Regions from separate parts of the Zea mays genome. Here region 2 is linked to region 1. A link is a contact called in public Hi-C data. All regions are on one chromosome and are shown on one strand. Each heading gives the region's core, a stretch centred on a gene start, on an enhancer-like site or on the middle of the called end of the contact. The rest is flanking DNA. Distances are from core to core; before and after follow the strand shown. Region 1 holds the start of LOC100282719. Region 2 holds the start of LOC103643848 (zinc finger CCCH domain-containing protein 24).

Region 1 (6,146 bases), core at 1,015-3,514:
CAGGGGTCGTACTATTCTCGGTGGGTCATACTTCTATCTTGTGATAGGATTACACGGAGGCGTGTTAAGTCACTTGTTCCCACGAGGCTTTGGGACTCGAAGAGTTCTGGGCTCGGACGCTTTCACGATGCAAGCCAAGGACCTTGAGGACCACGGGGCCAGTAGAGGAACCCTAGCATCTAAGTGTTGTTGAGTGCTCTGAGGCCCTAACTACCCCGATCACCTATATTTCACAACGCTCCGGGGCACGAGGGGTCCCAAAGACTTAAACCTATGAATGCTTGGGGCACGAGGGGGTCTAGGGGCCTAGATTGCTTATCACAGCACCAGGGCACAAGGCTTTTCGGGACTTCGATTATTCCACTCTAGGTTGCCCCTGGTCCTTAGAGCATCCCATGGTTTAGTTGATCTTAGGTCTCTTCGTGGATTTTACAACACAATGTGTAGGTATCCCTTTAGGGTGCCTTGACGTTAAGTTAACCGACATCAAGCTCCTCCTCTGACCGAGGACAGATGAGGTCTCGGGGGCATAGGGCTCCCGGGACAGTGGTCCCATTAGCCATTAGGTAGGCCCTATGATATCTTCTTGAACTGGGATCTTGAATGCATAGTTACTGCTATTCAGGATATGACCTTCTCCGGACACTCACAATACCATATAAGGAAACTGTTGTGCTACATCTAGTCCTTTAGTGGTGGAAGCATCTTTTATGCAAGAGTTTCCATTGGCAACTGTAAATATAGAAAGATCTTCGAACGAATTCAAAGCAAGATGCGGTACTGTATGCTAAAAGAAGCAAGAACGCTGACTATAGAGAAGAGGCACCACTACAACAACTTCCTGCAATAACAGCTCAGCCATCTCTTTATTAACATGAAAAAAGTTAGGAGCGCCATACCTTTTGGTTCCCCAGATCTCCGTGAATCCTCGCTGCTCTCGTCACTCGCGGCTCCTTTAGCCGCGCCGCCACCACCACTACCACCTGCCGGGCTGCTCGACAGGCTAATCCCCGTCCCGCTCCCGGGCGCCACCGCCACGACGGCTGGCGAGACTGCACCGAGCACAGCCCCGGAGCTCGTCCACCACGGCTGCACTGCCTGGCCGCCGGACGGCAGCGCGGCGCCGTGCCCTATGGGCTCCACCAGGTTCGTTCGGCCCGGCCGCGACTCCATGCTGCTCATACTAGCCGCCTTGCTGGCAGCGCCGCTCAGGCCGTGGCCGTCGCTGTTTCAGTGGCATCAGGAAGACGAGCGATGGAAAAGTCAAACCGAGATGAACAGTGGCAGTACGTCACAAACGAGGATCGACAATGAAAGCAGGATATGATCGGTGCAAAACAGGGTAGCGATCTTGACTTGATCGGCGACACGAAAAAACTCCACGACGCTCTGAATCCATGGCAGAACACATGCTCGCTAGTCGCGAATCATGGAGCGGAAGAACACAAACACTGGACATGAAACATCAGGGCCAATTCAACAATGGCAAGGTTTTTGCTGCGAGACTCGAGTTTCAGCTCTAGCTACCATTCAAAACCGCAGTCAGTAACAAAACGCAGATCAAAAGGGAAAACCAAACATCATGTGACACAGCCTGGAGCCCGGGACTGAAGATCACGGGAATTCTCCCTCCACTCGACCAACAAAACCAAGCTGCAGCCCGTAACGCAGAAATCAATCCTGCTCCCACCCCACAAGACAGGGCCATCAGTACGCTGCTCCGATGAACAGGATCCCATCTCCCGCCGATCCAACAAGCGGAAGAACTCGATTCCAGAGTCCCGAACCCACTACCACTACAAGCTCCCCGCAACGGCTCCCTCCGTCGAAATTGGGAGGCCGCCTTATCCGAACCGAACCCTGGCCTGGCCGCCGCCCAAAAATGGAAACAAGGTCACGGGGCGGCCGCCGCATCAAAGGCGAGGCAGGGGCCAACACCACCAAACCGCCAATCAGGAAGCAAGGGAATAAAAGGAAGCAAGCGAGGGCGAACGGGAGGAGAGGCTGAGACGCCGCTGCTGATACTGACCACTGGGCGCGAAGGAGCGGAGCCGGCGGCCAATAGGCGAGCGCGTCGTCTCCTTCCCTCGTTTCCTCACTCTGTCTCTCCCTCGCGCGCGCGCGCGTTTCCGGGTGTCGGGCGCGGGGAGGATCCCAGGAAGGCCGGCCAATCGCAGCACGCTCTGCGCAGAGGTCGTCGCCGTGGACGCGTAACCCTAGCGGCTAAAGACGGGATTGGGCAAGGATTATTGTAAGTGTCTCGGACAGGTGGAGGACGGGCAGGGATTGCAGTATTGTTTGTATAAATAAACTAGTGTCATGCCCGTGCGTTGCGACGGTACATCAATCATACTAGCTGGATGCCCGTGCGTTGCAACGGAAACATATCGTCAGTATAGGAAACGTGGTTCCTACCAATCTGGTATCAACGGTCTCGACGATCATGAGCTCTGCCGCTGCCCCCAGACAGCAGCCGCCGCCAGCATCAGGCAGCCCCCAGCAACATCCACCGCCCTGGTCGCAGCCCCTGCTTCGTCGGGAGCCATGATGCTTCACCGATAATCCCCCAAATACCCGAAATACACACAAGTTTGGAATATTATACTATAGAAAAGCCAAAGTGACCAATAATTAGGAACACAATGAGTAGATAATAACGTAAATAACAAAAATCACCTCCCATGGTGCAGGATAGATACAGTAGTTTTACATGTTATAGTAGTAAGAAAAATCTTTTTAAGAAATAAATGGAAACCAAAATAAAATTAACAATAGCATAATATTGTGTGAACTGCGACCACTTTAATGCTTAACACATGTATAAATTAGTGAATAGTGAACAGATCAATGTATTACGTTTTCCATATAAGATCATGTTCAAAATATCGAGTATCTGAAGGCTGGAGGGAGTATAAAATTAGTTTAGAAGTCTCACATTATGTGCATCTCTAAACATCGACTTTTGCATTTTCCATGTTGGAATCTGTTCGTGCATGGCTTCTGCCTGTCAACGGTAGGTGCTTCTAGCCGCGTGGTACAATTTCCAGTCTGATAGTTTCACCACGAACACAAACTCGAGATGACAGCAACACAACATATGACGTTCAAACTCAGAGGAATCACAAACCCCAGCCAAAAAGCAGAAAACATGATTAACAGTCGTCGATCGCCATCCCTTCAACACAACACCCCTGTCATCTCAGGACGTGGACTTGCGCCACTTGGCATTGGGCGTCGCCGTGGCGCTCTTCTTCCCCTTGGGCGGCGTCCGGTGCTCCATGCCGCTCTCCAAGTCGTCGACCTACGTCGGCGCCCATGCCGCCGCCGAACCAGAACGCGCTCCACTTGAAGAACCCGCCACCGCCGCCCCCGCTGCGTCGACGCCTCTCGGAGCCCAGCCTGTCCACCTAGGCCTGCAGCGCGTTGCACTGCACCTGCACCATAGAGCACACGTATGTTTCAGCGTCAGTCGGAGCACCACCGAAGTTGGTGTACATGTGCGGGCTCGAGAACTCAAGACAAGCCGACTGACGGACCTGGAGCCTGGCGACGTCGTCGCGGAGGCGGCGCACCTCCTGGTGCTGCGCGAGGACCTCGCGCTTGGAGGGGCAGCGACCGGGGAGCTCCAGCGCAGGGTTGGGGCTAGGGCTGGGGCTGCGCTGGCCGCTGAAGGAGGCGCTCAGCTCCGCGAGGCGGTTGAGCTTGCCGTGCTCCGAGAAGAGCACCTGCACCACGGCGCGCACCGACATGCGCTCGTTCTGCACGGCGTGCGCCGCGGCCTCCACCGTGAGCTTGCGCGCGTCGATCAGCCGCGCCAGCGACTTGCGCTCCTCCTTCGCAGTGCTTGGGTGTGCCTGCCGGAGATGGAGCCATGCCGAGTAATGGATCAGTGGACATTCGGACATTTCCACAAGCACGTTACATCACTTTATTTTGGATTCTTTTTAACGCGATCTTAATTCTAGCAAAACGTGAATCGTCAGCGCGCGCCGCACGAAGCATCGATCCTGATTCCTGGATCTTTACGTTACGTGGCTTTTCATGGGTGGCTAGTGTATCTTCGACTTGACATGTGAATCTGTCAGCTTCGTCAGCATTATGTTCCCAATCTATGACAGAGTCTCAGCGGCGGAACAGAACAGAACGCAACACAGAGCAGGCTGTAGGCCCATGAAATCCAAGAACAGATCCTGTCACTGTTCTGGCCTTCACCCAGCTAGGCCCCAAAAGCACACCCAGGGCATCTAGGATTTCCGTTGGCACCTGCAAGATCCCTGAGCAGGTTGCAGGCGCTGCTGTAGCTTGCTTGGGGAATTCCGTCCGCACATTTCCACCAGCCACATCTGGGACGGATATTAGCGGGTACTCCTACTGTACCATCAGGCACATCTAGTTTCCTGTGGGAATAAAAAACCACAGGTGTACAGTAACCCAGCTGGTGGTTGGTCGTAGCAGCTAGCAGGAGTGCAGGACAAAATAAAGGAAAATGTGGCCGAGTAGTTCGGCGCACAGGGCACCAAACCAAAGCCCAAAGGGACAAAGCAGTGGAGCGCCTATTCCCATGTGTTTTAACAGGTCCCTCCCTCTGTTGGTTAACTGGTGGAGCTCACGTGACACTGGCATCTCTCTCTCTCCTGACGTCTGTCGTTCACTAAACAGAGTGTCAATGCTGCAGAGCGTGAGGTTTCAGCGATTAGCGGTGGTTTTGGACACTGCCGTGACACCAGTAGACAAGACGTTTCTGCCTTTTTTCGACACAAGAATCGCCTATGCGATGCAACATGCCGATGCTGCTAGCTAGCGATGGTTCCAGCGACAGAAGGGAGTGAGGTTTTTTTTATCCTGTGCATTGGCAAACCGGGCAAGCAAGCATGTTTGTTTGGCTTTAATCTATACCGTTTTTCACTACATCTACAGTTTTGTTTTTATAGATTATAGCACCAGTACAAAGAGCTAATTTTAATCCAAAACGAACAAGCAAACCAAACGATGTCATTCTCAGTTCACTCACAGGCGGAACAAACAAACCCATGGAATAAAATTCATTGCAAGTGTGTGGTCTGTTCCCGTGCCTCTAGAACATAGTAGAATAAAATAAGCATGGTTGTGCGTTGCTGGCTTTGATATGATTCTGCTCTGAATCTGATGACTGTGCACTACGCCTAGGACCTCTTAAGGCCAGTTTGGTTTCGAGGGACTACAGATTACTCTCTTTATTTTAGTCTCGTTTAGTTCATAAATTATCAAACGACGAGATTAAAACATGAACTAAAATGTTTGTCTCTAGTTTTTCGAGGAATGGCAAAAAGAGACTAAACAATATTAATTTCATTTGTTGCCTCTTATTTATTTTAGTTACACTAATTGTGAAAAAATGTTAAATAGTATTTTGGTCCTCTTATGATTCATTTAATGTGTTCTATATACTTTTAGTCCTTAGAACTAAACAGATTAAAGCCTAAACTTTAGTCTCCTACCTAAATTTTAGGTTAAAATAGGATGAGGCAGGGACGACACCGTTCACTCGATTTTTTTTGGATCACGCCACCACCAAAATTTTCTATGGTGTTTAGCTCGCCTCGTCTCCACTCAACTCTTAGCCAAACACTATAAAATTATGGCCGCACGCTTTCATTCCTCGTTGTACATCCAACCAAAAACACTATAAAGTAACCAAACGGCTTAAGGTTGCAGATTTCACCTAAAAAACTAATGATTGCATGATAATTGGATTTACGAGCAGGCAGAAGATGCCTCGAACAATAATAGAAATGGACATTACTGCAGTGCTAGCATTGCGTTGTGTGGTCCGCTGCAAATCACAGGACAGTCAAACACACACCCACATGGACATGCGTCGCAAGTTTTCAGGCGCTCGAGAATCAGAGCCGCCCTAGTATATGTATATGCATGCATGCCTGGTTCGGTTGTTCCTATCGCTTTTTTCACTTTATTACTACTGATTGCTGCTATCTGAATAGCACAGATTCAAACCCGACTTGCTGGGCTGGGAATTGGGATTGTCTGCAACCCAAGGCACCCTCACTACCCATCATCGGTTCAAGAACACAGACTTCGCCGCCCCTGCCTTTTCCCCCTGCACGAAAAGGCGTCTCCGAGCGAACCCCAAACCAACGGTCTCTCGT
Region 2 (6,146 bases), core at 1,571-4,070, 270 kb before region 1:
TAATTGATTCAGCCGTAGTAACTTGCTTCTCCGGTGGAGATTCCTTGACCAGTGTATGCACCCAAGAGAGATCAGGGTCGTCACCACCAGACCTCAGCTCGAAGGACGATGAGCGCCGGAGCTTACCCAATTCTTCACCATTTATGCCCCAATCTGGTGTCCCCGAAGGAGATCCCCACTTAGACCATGATGAGCTTAGAGGGGAGCCAAGAGCCGAAGCTCGTGCCGCGCTAGGACCAAGGTCACGAGAGCTGAGACTTCTCATTGTCTGCTGCTGCTTCTCCCGCTGGACAAGAGCAGCGGCTAGGTGGGAGCTCATTGGGGAGCCCGATTCGACACATCGTGGAGACATCCGGCCAGGGGAGGGCATCCCGAGTGATGCTTGCAGCAGCGATGAGTGTGAAGGTAACTGCTGGTTGTCCACGCCCTTTGGAGAGTAAACTCCTGTGTTGATTGGAGACAGCAGTGCTTGCTGCTGCTGCTGGAACTGATTCAGGATAGCAGCCTTGTGAGAAGGTGAAAACATTGCACCCTGGTCAGCATTACTATACCTTGGGGATGATAACATTTCAGCAGAGAAGAGGTCATCCAGGTTTGATGGATTCAGGGACTTGGTTCTAGCAGAGTGGTTCCCTGTGGATGAACTGAGACGGGAATAGCAAAGATCATTCATAAGTTGGGAATCAAGATCCCGCATCATGGAGTAGTCATCAGCAGGCATATCCCTTGCACTAAGTGATGTTCGGAGCCTGCTTGACTGAAGGCTGCTGCCAGGAAGATGTAAAGTTGGAACATTTGGCTGCTGCCAGCCCAATGAAGGGGGCATCCCATTGCCCGAAGGGGACATTGGTGGGGTAAACGGGGACATTACCGCGGAAACCGATGATGGGGAACCGGGCATCAAGCCCATTGCTGCAGCCATCTCCATAGCAGCTGTTGCTGAAGCTCTTGGAGATGGCACCGCTGATCCAGTCGAGACATACAATGGACGGAGTTCATCAGTTGTGTGGGCAAAGAAACAGACGCGACGATTGCAACTTGTGCCGTCCTTGCATAGGCGCGTCCGGTACTGTGCTGGATGGAGCCAGCACTCAAACACTCCATGAGCATATTCACACATGTCTCCGCGCCGGCATACGCCCTTCCTGAAATCTGGGCATGGCACACAACTGTAGTGGTACTTGCGGGGGTCTCGGCGCCGAGCATTCTCTCCTGGGTGGACAAATGGGCACTCAGTCCAGTCATGCGAGTATGCCCGTGAGCAAGGGCGGATCTTGAACGAGTACATGCGGAACTCATCGGAAGCATATATGCTGTTCTTGATGTCTGGAAGGGATGGATCCACTGGATATTCCTTCTTCTCCGATGTCGCAACCCTAGGCAAGTCAGCGAACTTTGTCATCATCATCACAGAAGCAGACGGTGACCGTGCATCCTCTGCAGTGGGGGATGAAACAGGCGATGAGATCGAGTTGGTGGACCTTGTCACCACCCGGAGCATGCCATGCTCAGACTTGGGGAATCCAAGAAGATCTTGAAGGGCGAACTTGGCATCAAACATCTTCGGTGGCACAGAGATCACATCAGCCGGACGACGCCCGGCGTCATCCATGGTGTTAGCGTCTGCCCCGGCTCCCAGAAGCAGCTTGACCGACTCAACAGCCGTCCGTGAGCCACCAGAGGCGGCGCAGTGGAGGGCAGTGGTGCCGTCCGTGCCCGAGCGGCGGTTGACGTCCACATACGAGATGGACACTAGCAGGCGGAGCGCGGCAAGGCTCCCATAGGTGGCAGCGACCATCAGCGGGGTGCGGTGCTCCAGGACCTTCCGGCGGCCGTACCAGAGGCCAGCCTCGTCCGCGGCGGCAGGTGGCGCGCGCTCCAGCGCGAGGCGCAGCCCCTCTGCGTCGTCGTCAGCGGCGAGCTCCAGCAGGCCCGCGAAGGTGTCTTCCGTGTCGACGGTAAGATGTCTCGCCATCTCGGCGAGAGCGTCCGCCGCCGTTGCATTCTTCATGGGCGTGCCGGCCGCCACCGCGCCACTGTCGACGCTTGCCGCAGAGGACGCAGAGATCGGCATGCCGTTCATAACAGGGGCTCCTCGGATCGGAAGAACTGAAGCAACAATGAGAAATAGAACAGGAAACCAGTCAAGAAACTAGTCAAGCAAGTCATCACTAATTCACTAGTGCGAGATATGGAATCCCACCAAATCGGAAGCAACATACAAAACAGATGCTACATATATGGAAGGAATGAAGCCCACACCACCAAATCGCGCAACAAAAGAAACCCAACACAAGTCAGCCCCGCAAAAATCCCATCTTCCGCTAGATCAGAACTCCACCGAGCTCACGCTCTCAGCCGCCAAGAGAAGGCTAGTGACTCGTACTCCCCACTCCCCAGCTGTTCCGTGCACCAAGAGAAGGCTAGAAAGAGGTCTAGCGGAGCCTACCTGTTGGGAGTCACAGCAGCGCGTGATGAGGCGAACCATCTCAGCAGCGAACCGCCCCAAAGATCTCCAGAATCCCCATGCGAAGCAAGCGTCAAAACGGGGAAGCGCGAAAAATCGAGAGAAAAGCTGCGACCTTGCGCCGAGTCGTCCGGGAGGAAGCCGAACTTCCTATCCGGTTCCGATTGTTGGGGGAGGGGAGGGGAGACGAAGGTGCTGGGGTGTGCGAGACGCCGAGGAAGGAGAGATGTGCGGTAAAAATGGGGAAAGTGGGGAGAGAGAAACTGAAAAGAGAGTAGACTGGGGGAAGTGCGGGCCTGCGGGGTGAGGGAGTCGTGGCTTTGGCTTTCGGCTTCTCTCGCAATGCCTGCCTCACTCTACTTGTCTCTGTCGTCGTCAGTCGAGATCATTCGGTAGAAATAAAAAGATACGTTATATAGATTTTAAAGATCTAGATTGTATGGTTTTTTATCCCTTGTTAAAATATATAAAGAAAACTTCACTTAAAATATTGTCATACAAAAAATAGTCAAATTTCTATAAATTTTATAATAAGCATAGCAAACCATAGTCATACAAAAAATAAGACAAGCTTCTAAAACATGCTAGCATAATAACGAAAAGTCAAAAAAAATATGTAAAAAATAGGAACAATCTTCTAGAATCTTCTACAACAATCATAACCATAAAATTTAAATTTTTTTTCTAAAATGTCATGGCAACCCATGTAGCTTAGATACTTATTGTTATGGTAAGCTAGAAATTCTCTAGATTTAGATATTTCTTAAGGTCTTTCTATGATGTCTAAGTGAAATTCATCAATGGTTCATGTGTGACTATATTAGGAAGATTGCACCCTTTGTTATAATGTAACATCACGCCACTCCACCTCACACACATGTAAAAACACGTGTAAAAACAAAACATGTTAGAAGTGAGTGTTGGTAGGGAATGTGTTAGGATACCCAACTCAAATAACTGTAAGATGTTATGGAAAATCGTGTTGTGATATAATAAAGGTGTTCTTATTTTTAAGTGTTAATTGTAAAGGATATATGTGAGGAATTCAGAGCTCACCAATATTAAGAAGGAGGATTGTTTCCCCAACTCGATCTCATTTTATAATTTGCAAATTTCCATTATAACAGTAATACCCGATATATAAGGGGTTAGTGGATAGAGGCAGGTCTTGTAATCTAGATAAGGATAGTCTATTTTTTTGTAACCAACTCCTTCCTTCAACTGTAAAAGTAAGGATAAGGCGGCCCAAGGGGAGGGGAGATCTGAATCATAAGATAGGCACTGAAAAATTGGACGCAAGGTTGAAAGTCGCCTAGAGGGGGGTGAATAGGGCGAAACTAAAATTTACAAAGTTAATCACAACTACAAGCCGGGTTAGCGTTAGAAATATAATCGAGTCCGCGAGAGAGAGTGAAAAACAAATCGCAAGCAAATAAGAAGTGTGACACGCGGATTTGTTTTTCCGAGGTTCGGTTCTCGCAAACCTACTCCCCGTTGAGTAGGCCACAAAGGCCGGGTCTTTTTCAACCCCTTCCCTCTCTCAAACGGTCCCTCGGACCGAGTGAGCTTTCTCTTCTCAAATCAACCGGGAACAAAACTTCCCCGCAAGGACCACCACACAATTGGTGTCTCTTGCCTTGGTTACAATTGAGTTTTGATCACAAGCAAAGAATCAAAGAAGAAAGCAATCCAAGCGCAAGAGCTCGAAAGAACACAAGCAAATCTCTCTCACTAATCACTAAGGCGTTGTGTGGAATTTGGAGAGGATTTGATCACTTGGGTGTGTCTAGAATTGAATGCTAGAGCTCTTGTAAGTAGTTGGAAGGTGGAAAACTTGGATGACTTGAATGTGGGGTGGTTGGGGGTATTTATAACCCCAACCACCAAACTAGCCGTTTGGTGGAGGTTGTCTGTCGCATGGTGCACCGGACAGTCCGGTGCACACCGGACAGTGTCCGGTGCGCTAGCCACGTCACCAGGTTGTTGGGTTCCGACCGTTGGAGCTCTGACTGCTGGGCCCGCCTGGATGTCCGGTGGCGCACCGGACATGCACTGTAGAGTGTCCGGTGCGCCACTTCGTGTGTGCCTGACTTCTGCGCGCTCTGGCGCGCATTTAATGCCTCTGCAGGTGACCGTTGGCGTGAAGTAGTCGTTGCTCCGCTGGCTCACCGGACAGTCCGGTGTACACCGGACATGTCCGGTGAATTATAGCGGAGCGAATTCCCGAAGCTGGCGACTTCCAGAGTCGCTCTTCCCTGGGGCACCGGACACTGTCCGGTGTACACCGGACAATCCGGTGAATTATAGCGGAGCGCCTCTGGATTTTCCCGAAGGTGAGGAGTTCAGCGTGAAGTCCCCTGGTGCACCGGACAGTCCGGTGCGCCAGACCAGGGCTGCCTTCGGTTATCCCTTGCTCTTTTTGTTGAACCCAATTCTTGGTATTTTTATTGGCTAAGTGTGAACCTTTGGCACCTGGATAACTTGCACACTAGAGCAAACTAGTTAGTCAAATTTATTTGTGTTGGGCAATTCAACCACCAAAATCAATTAGAAACCAGGTGTAAGCCTAATTCCCTTTCAATCTCCCCTTTTTTGGTGATTGATGCCAACACAAACCAAAGCAAGTATAGAAGTGCATAATTGAACTAGTTTGCATAATGTAAGTGCAAAGGTTGCTTGGAATTGAGCCAATATAAATACTTATAAGATATGCAAGGATTGTTTCTTCATTTTTAACATTTTGGACCACTCTTGCACCACATGTTTTGTTTTTGCAAATTCTTTTGTAAATTCTTTTCAAAGTCCTTTTGCAAATAGTCAAAGGTAAATAAATAAGATTTTGCGAAGCATTTTCAAGATTTGAAATTTTCTCCCCCTATTTCAAATGCTTTTCCTTTGACTAAACAAAACTCTCCCTAGATGAAATTATCCTCTTAGTGTTCAAGAGGGTTTTGAGATATCAATTTTGAAAATACTACTTCTTCCCTTTTTGAACACAATAAGATACCAATTTGAAATTTCCAATTGAAAATCATTTTAAAATTAGGTGGTGGTGCGGTCCTTTTGCTTTGGGCTAATACTCTCTCCCCCTTTGGCATGAATCGCCAAAAACGGAGTCATTAGAGCCCTGTTACTTTTCTCCCCTTTGGCAAATAAAACATATGAGTGAAGATTATACCAAAGTAGGAGAGATGCTCTCTCCCCCAAAGATGGAGAGATGCGCGGAGCGACGGCGAAGGATGAGTTACTGAGTGGAAGCCTTTGTCTTCGCTGAAGACTCCAATTCCCTTTCAATATATATACCTATGACTTGGTTTGAAATAGACTTGAAAAAGACATTAGTCATAGCATATGAAAGAGACATGATCAAAGGTATATAAATGAGCTATGTGTGCAACTCAACAAAAGAAGTTCCTAGAATCAAGAATGTTTAGCTCATGCCTAAGTTTGTTAAAAGTTTGTTCATCAAGTGGCTTGGTAAAGATATCGGCCAATTGATCTTTAGTATTAATGTAAGAAATCTCGATATCTCCTTTTTGTTGGTGATCCCTTAAAAAGTGATACCGAATGGCTATGTGTTTAGTGCGGCTATGCTCAACGGGATTATCCGCCATGCGGATTGAACTCTCATTATCACATAGAAGAGGAACTTTGGTTAATTTGTAACCATAGTCCCTGA

What was found. Hi-C and Micro-C count contacts between places; a contact is called where the count stands out from the background.
Region 2: a contact with region 1 is called in a Hi-C map of endosperm, with 2.2 times the contacts expected there. The contact joins the promoter of LOC103643848 here to the promoter of LOC100282719 in region 1. A contact is called at or near these places in 6 of 25 Hi-C or Micro-C datasets (bundle sheath, ear, endosperm and 2 more).

Annotation. Positions count from the first base shown.
Region 1 is chr1:270,081,227-270,087,372 of Zm-B73-REFERENCE-NAM-5.0, reverse strand. It overlaps LOC100282719, which reads right to left and starts at 2,264. Exons shown (of 7, transcript NM_001155626.1): 1 at 2,030-2,264; 2 at 900-1,225. The coding sequence starts at 1,182.
Region 2 is chr1:270,348,369-270,354,514 of Zm-B73-REFERENCE-NAM-5.0, reverse strand. LOC103643848 (zinc finger CCCH domain-containing protein 24) reads right to left here and starts at 2,820. Exons shown (of 2, transcript XM_008667014.3): 1 at 2,450-2,820; 2 at 1-2,109. The coding sequence starts at 2,083.